2 separate regions of the Mus musculus genome follow, and region 1 is linked to region 2. Evidence: chromatin contacts called from public Hi-C data. All regions are on one chromosome and are shown on one strand. Each heading gives the region's core, a stretch centred on a gene start, on an enhancer-like site or on the middle of the called end of the contact. The rest is flanking DNA. Distances are from core to core; before and after follow the strand shown.

Region 1 (3,298 bases), core at 97-2,596, 170 kb after region 2:
AGGTCATCCGGCTTGGCATTAGCAGCAAGCACCTCTCCCCATTTTAGCCATCTTGCCACCCCTCGCCCCTTCACTCACCTTTATCTATGCCCTATACAAAGCTTAGTCAGAGCTGTGACAGAAAAGAAGCATTGCATCTCACTGCGGACACAAGTGACTGACGGTGAACTTGAAGCTAACAGGGGTAGTGGTGCACACCTGTAACTCCAGCCCTTAAGACGCAGAGACAGGAGGATCTCCTGAAGTTCAAGGTCAGCTTACTCTGTATAGCAAGTTCCAGGCCAGCTGGGACTGCATAGTGTGATCATATCTTGAAACAACAAGGAAAAGGAAGGGCGAAGGGAAGTTTCATTTTTAAGTTACGCTGGAATTTTAGTCTGCTTGTTCACTGAAATGGTTTTATTTCTCTGACAGAGTAGGGCTCTTGTTTTGTCTATAGAAAGACGGGACAGGTTAAAGATCTTAGCAAGCATTTCCAACAGCATGTTAGTCCGGTAAGGTTAATGACGAGTTTTGTCTTTATGTGTCTGCCATATCCTTTAACACACTGTCCACTCCTAGATTTGGCACAGCGTTCACATAGATGGTAAGTCCAGTTTTGTTTTTCTCAAGGGAAAAAATATCAAGTTTTCTGTCTGCAATCCCAGCACCGTAGAGGTTGAAGCAAGAGAATTGTTTTAATTTGATGGCTAGCCTGGGCTAGATAGTACCAGGTCAGTCAGCTACATAGTTAAATATCACACACACACACAAAATGAAAAAGAAAGGAAGGAAGGAGCCGGGCGTGGTGACGCACGCTTTTAATCCCAGCACTCGGGAGGCAGAGGCAGGTGGATTTCTGAGTTCGAGGCCAGCCTGGTCTACAGATCGAGTTCCAGGACAGCCAGGGCTACACAGAGAAACCCTGTCTCGAAAAACAAACAAAAAAAGAAAAAAAGAAAGAAGGAAGGAAGGGAGTGAGGAAGGGGAGGAAGGAAGAAAGGAAGGGAGAAAGTGAAAGAAAAAGAAAACCCGTCTGCTTTGTTCTCTGGTCTCCCTTTGCCCATGCTTCAGAGACATTTTGGACAGTCTCCACATTTTGTTTCTAGAGTGGCATTGGCTTGTTGACTCTAGGCGCTGTATCTTTGCTAGAAGGTTAGTTGTTGGTGCTGACATTTTGAGAGTTAGTACAAGTGGCGGCAGGCTACATGGGCTTCAGTCTGCTCTGAGGCTGTTATAGTACATGCAACTAGATGTAATCCTTGTAGTCAAGACACAATGAAAACAGCCGGGGCTGGCAATCTTGTGCAGAATTAGAGTGTGGTTTCAGTTTCTGGCTTGTGGTCACTGCCACTGACTGCTTTAGTTTCCATTGCCAGAAGTCTCCAGCTGCTAAGAATGCAAACTTCGTGGTTGTTACAGGATGCTACAGCCCATCTCGGTGAGCAGCCTGTTCAACTTTATGTTCTCTATGCACCCATTTTTTTTTTTTTTTTTACTTCCCCAAATCTAGAGCACCACCTGGTTCTAGAGAATGGACATGCAGAATTGGAAGACAGTTCCCCAAACCCAGAGCTGTCTATAGGGATCTTAACGTCATCAGGATCAGAAGCCCCACATGAGCAAGGCCACCTTGAGAAGAGGTCACTACCCCTCAAGTCTGTGTAGGCAGACAGTTTTAACAATGTCACTGCTCCTTACATCACACCTTTTTTCTTCAGGAATGTTGGTGGTTCTCCCAGTCAGCAACAGGCCTACCTAGACAGAGCGGTTTATCAAGGGGTAGCCTAGTTTCCTTTGTTGCTGTGATAAATACCATGACCGAAAGCAACTTGGAGAGGAAAGGGTTTATTTCTACTTACAGTTTCAGGTTACAGTCCCATCAAGGAAAGTCAAGGCAGGAACTGAAACAAACCATGGAAGAATGATCTTTACTGGTCCACTCACTGATTTATGCTCAGCCAGCTTTTTCTTTTTCTTTTTAATGTATCTCCCTGCCAAAGGGAATGGTGCCACCCATAGTGGGCTTGGGTCTCCCTGCCCCCCACTAATTATCAGTGAACACAATTTACCATAAACATGGCCACAGGTCAATCTGATCAAAGCTGTTCTTCAATTAAGGTTCCCTTTTCCCATGTGATTCTACATTGTAAAGTTGTTGCATGAGACCCTGTCATAACATACATACATGGTGGGGGGAATATTTGAGATACAGAATGTGATGGGGAAGGGGACCCAAAAGGGTAACAGTATGAATATGACCAAAGTACATTATATTCATGTATGAATACAAGGGAGCAGGGAAGATATTCCATTGGTAAAGTACCTGTCTTGCAAGCATGGAGACTTAATGTGATCCTCAGAATACACTACACTTGCAAGGTGACATGGCATGATCTTGTAGTTCCAGACTGGGAAGATGGAGGAGATAGGGGGATCCTTGGAGCCCACCTAATTGGTTAATCAGAGACTGTGTCAGGGAAGGTGGAGAGTGTGCCCGGGGATGACACCCAGGGTTGTTCTCTGGCCTCCACTTGCACACACACACACACACACACACACACGTATACACATACACCTGTATTTGAAGAAATGTCACAATGAGGGACAGGGAGAGTTGGCTCGGTCTTAAAGGGCTTGCCGTACAAGCATCAGGACTTGAGTTCAGATCCGCAGCATCCATGGAAAATCCTAGCACTCGGGAGGTGAGCATGTGAGAGCATGTGTCTGTACCTCAGCACCTGGGGAGGGGGTTTGCAAATGAGCGGACCCCAAGGGCTCACTTGCCAGCCAGTCTAGCCGACATGTGGAAGTTTAGACCAAATGAGAGGTCCTGCTTTGAAAGTTCAGGTGGCGAACAGCAGAGGAAGGCAGCCAACCTGATGTCACCCTCTGGACTTCTCATGGGCCAGCACATTGGCATACACACAAAATTCTTGCCACAGAGGAACCCATTGCTTAGTACATGCTAAAAGAAAAAGCAAAGGTGAACCCTTGGGCGGGAGCCTCTTTAGTTTTGATATATGTGTACATACTTTTAGGAGCCTTCTCAATAAAGAGAATCAGGAATTTTGTTGTTGTTGTTGTTGTTCATCGGGTTGCGCTAGGGAGTGTGTGTGTGTGTGTGTGTGTGTGTATTTCCTTTGGAGAAAGGGTCTCACTGTGTTTTCCACACTCATCTCGAACTTGCTGTAGAGAATAGACTGATCTTGAGCTTGGAGCAACTCTCCTGGCTCTGACTACATTACAGCACTATAGTGAGCAGCACACCTAGCCTTCATATATGCACTTTTAAATTGGGTTTTTCTGCATGTATTAA
Region 2 (3,621 bases), core at 423-2,922:
TCAGAGCAAAACTGGCAAGATAAGCCCAGAAGACTAGGCAGGTTAGCCATCTGTAAGGATCCCGTGTCAAGGCACCATTTATTTTTAGTTCTTGGGTTGAAACTGTAGATGAAGAGTTTCTTATTTATTTGTTCTTGACCTTGGGCAGCCAGGTCTGTTCCCACGTGCTTTCCATTTATTTTGTAATCTTGTTGGGCTGGGGCACTGAGCAGGGCTTGGTCTGAATCTCTACAGTTAAGTCACCTATATCCAGTTTTTGGGTGGCATCTAGAGGCCTGCCCTCCCCTCCCCCATAACTCATAGTAAATCAAGGGGTATAGCTGCCCAAGTTGTGTTTGCAGCAGTAAAAAGTAGATCGAGAGACATTCAGTGAAAGGAGCTGACCACAAGTAAACACCCAGGCTCGGCATCCTCCGACGTCCTTAATTCTCACTGGCTCGATGTGGTGATGCCCCTCTGCCAGGATGACCCCATCACAGACACTTGTGGTTCCTCCCTCCAACCATGGCATAAAAACTTGGTTTCCTCTTCTTGTACCCGAATTTGGCAACCATCTCAGAAATCTAAGGCCTGTTACTTTTCCAATGTTAGGTGTTGGTTAAATCAATGGTAATCATTTTACATTTCGGTCATTACTAGCATCCCATTTCTGCACTGATCACTTTATGTCCCCTTCTGTAACTCATCAGGCAGAATTGTGGGAACTTCTGTGTAACTTCAGGTGCACAGGGACATCCCAAGGCTGTCTTCTGATGCTTTAGATTCTGTGGTGTCTTTAGTGTCTCATACACAAAGGAAGAGATTACAGAATGCAATGAATTTCAAATGGAAGAAACACTATAATTTGCTAAGTTTCTTTTCTTGTCACCTCTCTTCCTTCTTCCCCCTCACCCTCTTCCTGCTCCTCCACTCCATCAGAGTCTCGTTCAGGAGACCATGCTGTCCTAAAATGTAAGATACCTCCGCCCCAGAGTGCTGCTGTAACAGACATGTGTCACCACATATAGTATTTGCTACCTTTTTTGTTTATTTATTATCATCTCTCTCTCTCTCTCTCTCTGTGTGTGTGTGTGTGTGTGTGTGTGTGTAGGCATATGTATGTGAAAGTCAGAGGACACTTTCAGAAATCTGTTCTCAGCTTTCATTTTGGTGAGGCAGAGCCTCTTTCATTGTCTCTAGTGTTCTGTGTACTCCAGGCTGGTTGACCCTCAAATTTCTGGGCAATTCTCCTGTTTCTACCTCCGGTCTCTCAGTAAGAGTGCTAGGATTTAAGATCTCAGTCACCACACACATTTTTCACATGGGTTCTGGGGATCAAATTTGGGTCATCAGGTTTTGGCCACAAGTGGTTTTACCCACTAAGCCATCTCACCAGCCCATTTTTTCATTTCTAGTAAAGATAGAATTTTACTGAAACGTGACCAATATCTTATGCAAATGAAGTTCTCACAGCCCCAGTAAATCTATTGCTTGTGATACCTTTGGAGGAGGCTGCCTGGATGGAGCCTCTCATCAGGAGATGCTGGCAGCTGCATAGATGAGCCACACAAGAGAAGCAGCCTTTGTCCCCACGATACCAAGAAGTGTGGTGGTAGGGTCTCAGCTAGAAGTCTAGTTATTGAACAGGCGTGGGAACACAGCCACCAGTGTCTACACAGAAAGTGCCTCGTGGTAGTTTCCCATGTTGAAACAAATGAATCACCACCTCAAGGTGAAGGAAAATAGCAAACCACAGGAGCCTGGGCCTCCACAGCTTCCTGGTTTTATTTTCTAAATTTCTCTCTAATCTGTTAGGATTTATCTTGAACCACTGTAAAGTGGGGCTTTGAAAGGAGGATGTCTTTCCCCAGGAGGCAGTGAAAGGTTCTGTTGTCGACATTCCTTGTCTTTCCAGTGTTTTTGGTTCAAGGAGTCAGATTTCTGAATATTAAAGAAGTAGTTTTCTAGATGGCTCTTGGATGGTAAGGGGTAAAGGGGCAGGAAGTGTGTGTGTATGTGTGTATATATGTGTGTGGTGTGTGTGAGTGTATATATGTTTGAGTATGTGTGTGTGTGTGTGTGTGTGTATGTGTGTGCTGTAGGTGTTCTAAACCTGACTGATCTGTACCACCTAGGCCCTGTGCTAATGGAAAGCTCACATTACCTTTCTGAGTTTTAGATTCTTTTGTTGTTGTTGTTTAAAAAACTTCAGAGTAGAATATCATAATAAAATTAAGACCGTCTTAACAGAGTTGTGAGGATCATATAAACAAAGAAATACATGGTCAGGGCTCATGTTCACATATCAACAATCGGCAGTCACAGTGTAATGTCGCAGTAATCATGGTTCAGAATGCATTAACATCCTCCACAAGGACACTGTTACCATGAGCCAAGTGTCCAGCACTGGCGGTGGTGAGAATGGACAACGGTAAAGGAACATTCCAAGCTCGTCTTTCATGTTTGCATAGCGCCCAATGTTGTGGGCTGATGGAGTGGTACAGAAGTGCTCTCCAGCAAGACGCTGAAGATGCATCATGGCGTGGGAAGATGCCCTCCCTGGTTGTCAAGGAAAAGGCCTGTGCTCTTGCAGTTCACCAATGTCGTTGTCCTGTTTTTAGAAAAGAAAGGGGCGGAGGCAAAGACCTTGATACACCCAGAAGCTCAGGGGTGTCTCAGTACCAGGAAAATTCCAGAAGTGTTGCCCTTTGAACGTTCCATACAGATGGCCCTTGGGATCTCTCTTTCTCTCTCTTGAATAAAAGATCTGGAATTTTAGGCTTTAAAAAAGTAACCTAGAATATCTGATCAGCTTGAGCTGGCAGCCTCTTGGGTTCCCCAGAGCAGAAACTGAGTGGAGAAACCTCTTCAGCAGGCGGAGCCCACTGGCCTTTGTCTTCGGTATTCTCCCCTCCCCTATCCCAAAGGCACTAGTGTTGAGTCCAAGTCTCCCTCTGACTTTAACCCCACTACCTCTGCCAAAGGGGGTTGTGGCAGAGCCCTTGGAAAGATGAATTTTGCTTTTTTACCTTCTGCTTGGCTGTGTTGCAATGATATACTACTTGTAAAAATTGAAAAACATACCAGAATCCCTGTAGCCCCCAGAGCAAAAACTCTAGTTTCTTTATGAACTCATGTGCTGCAGCTCAAAATGAATGTCACAGGGCAGTGGCTTCTCCTCGCCATTTTCCTCTCTGTCTTCACAGACCCTTTTGTTCCTGGAGTTCTTACTCCTGTCAGAGCGGTAACAGCTGCAGAGGAAATGGCTGTGCACTGGCCTTTCTGTGCCCCTGTCCCTGCCAGGGCATCTTTAGGCTTCCTTCTCTCCCTACTTCCTTCCTTTTCGACCGCTACCTGCTTTAGGGCGTAGTCAGGTTCACCTGTTCCTAGAAATGCTGTAGCCGCTGCTTTTGGTCCCCTTCCTCTTCTCCACTCTCAGTAGCTGGAAAATTGATTGAGTCAGCCTAGGTTAGTTGCTGTGAGTGGTTCATCCCTCCACAGAAATGAGCCAAACCAGAGTGTGCTCTGTCAGCTCACATTTCCCTGGGATGTCCACCAGGGTAAGGCTGGTCTTGGTGATTGGAGCTTTTGGAAGTGGCTTTGTCCCAGGCTTAAAGAATGTCCCAGGGGTTCTCAGAGGGT

The links. A called contact is a pair of places that touch in the nucleus more often than the background predicts.
Region 1: a contact with region 2 is called in a Hi-C map of CD8 T cells, with 1.8 times the contacts expected there. The contact joins two enhancer-like sites. A contact is called at or near these places in 10 of 39 promoter capture datasets (the C10 cell line, the HPC-7 cell line, embryonic stem cells and 4 more), 2 of 15 datasets of contacts at CTCF or cohesin (the NIH/3T3 cell line and large pre-B cells), 49 of 484 Hi-C or Micro-C datasets (B cells, the C10 cell line, CD4 T cells and 27 more), 22 of 115 datasets of contacts at active chromatin or transcription factors (the 230-238 cell line, CD8 T cells, the SCID.adh cell line and 15 more) and 3 of 9 other capture datasets (adipose tissue, liver and pancreatic islet).

The regions. Positions count from the first base shown.
Region 1 is chr14:27,404,280-27,407,577 of GRCm38.p6, forward strand. Gm52095 (a long non-coding RNA gene) reads right to left here. Exons shown (of 4, transcript XR_003951011.1): 4 at 1,603-1,883. Among named protein-coding and RNA genes, the nearest start is that of Gm34702, 5.6 kb to the left of the region's middle. Within about 2 kb of position 1,347, at least 103 of the 459 cell types and tissues checked have an H3K27ac peak or open chromatin away from gene starts, as enhancers often do. A contact at or near this core is called in CD8 T cells, the MNK3 cell line, the SCID.adh cell line and 6 more, where this site is marked.
Region 2 is chr14:27,232,824-27,236,444 of GRCm38.p6, forward strand. It overlaps a transcript of Arhgef3 not described here. Among named protein-coding and RNA genes, the nearest start is that of Gm34848, 31 kb to the right of the region's middle. Within about 2 kb of position 1,673, at least 17 of the 459 cell types and tissues checked have an H3K27ac peak or open chromatin away from gene starts, as enhancers often do. A contact at or near this core is called in CD8 T cells, the MNK3 cell line, the SCID.adh cell line and 6 more, where this site is marked.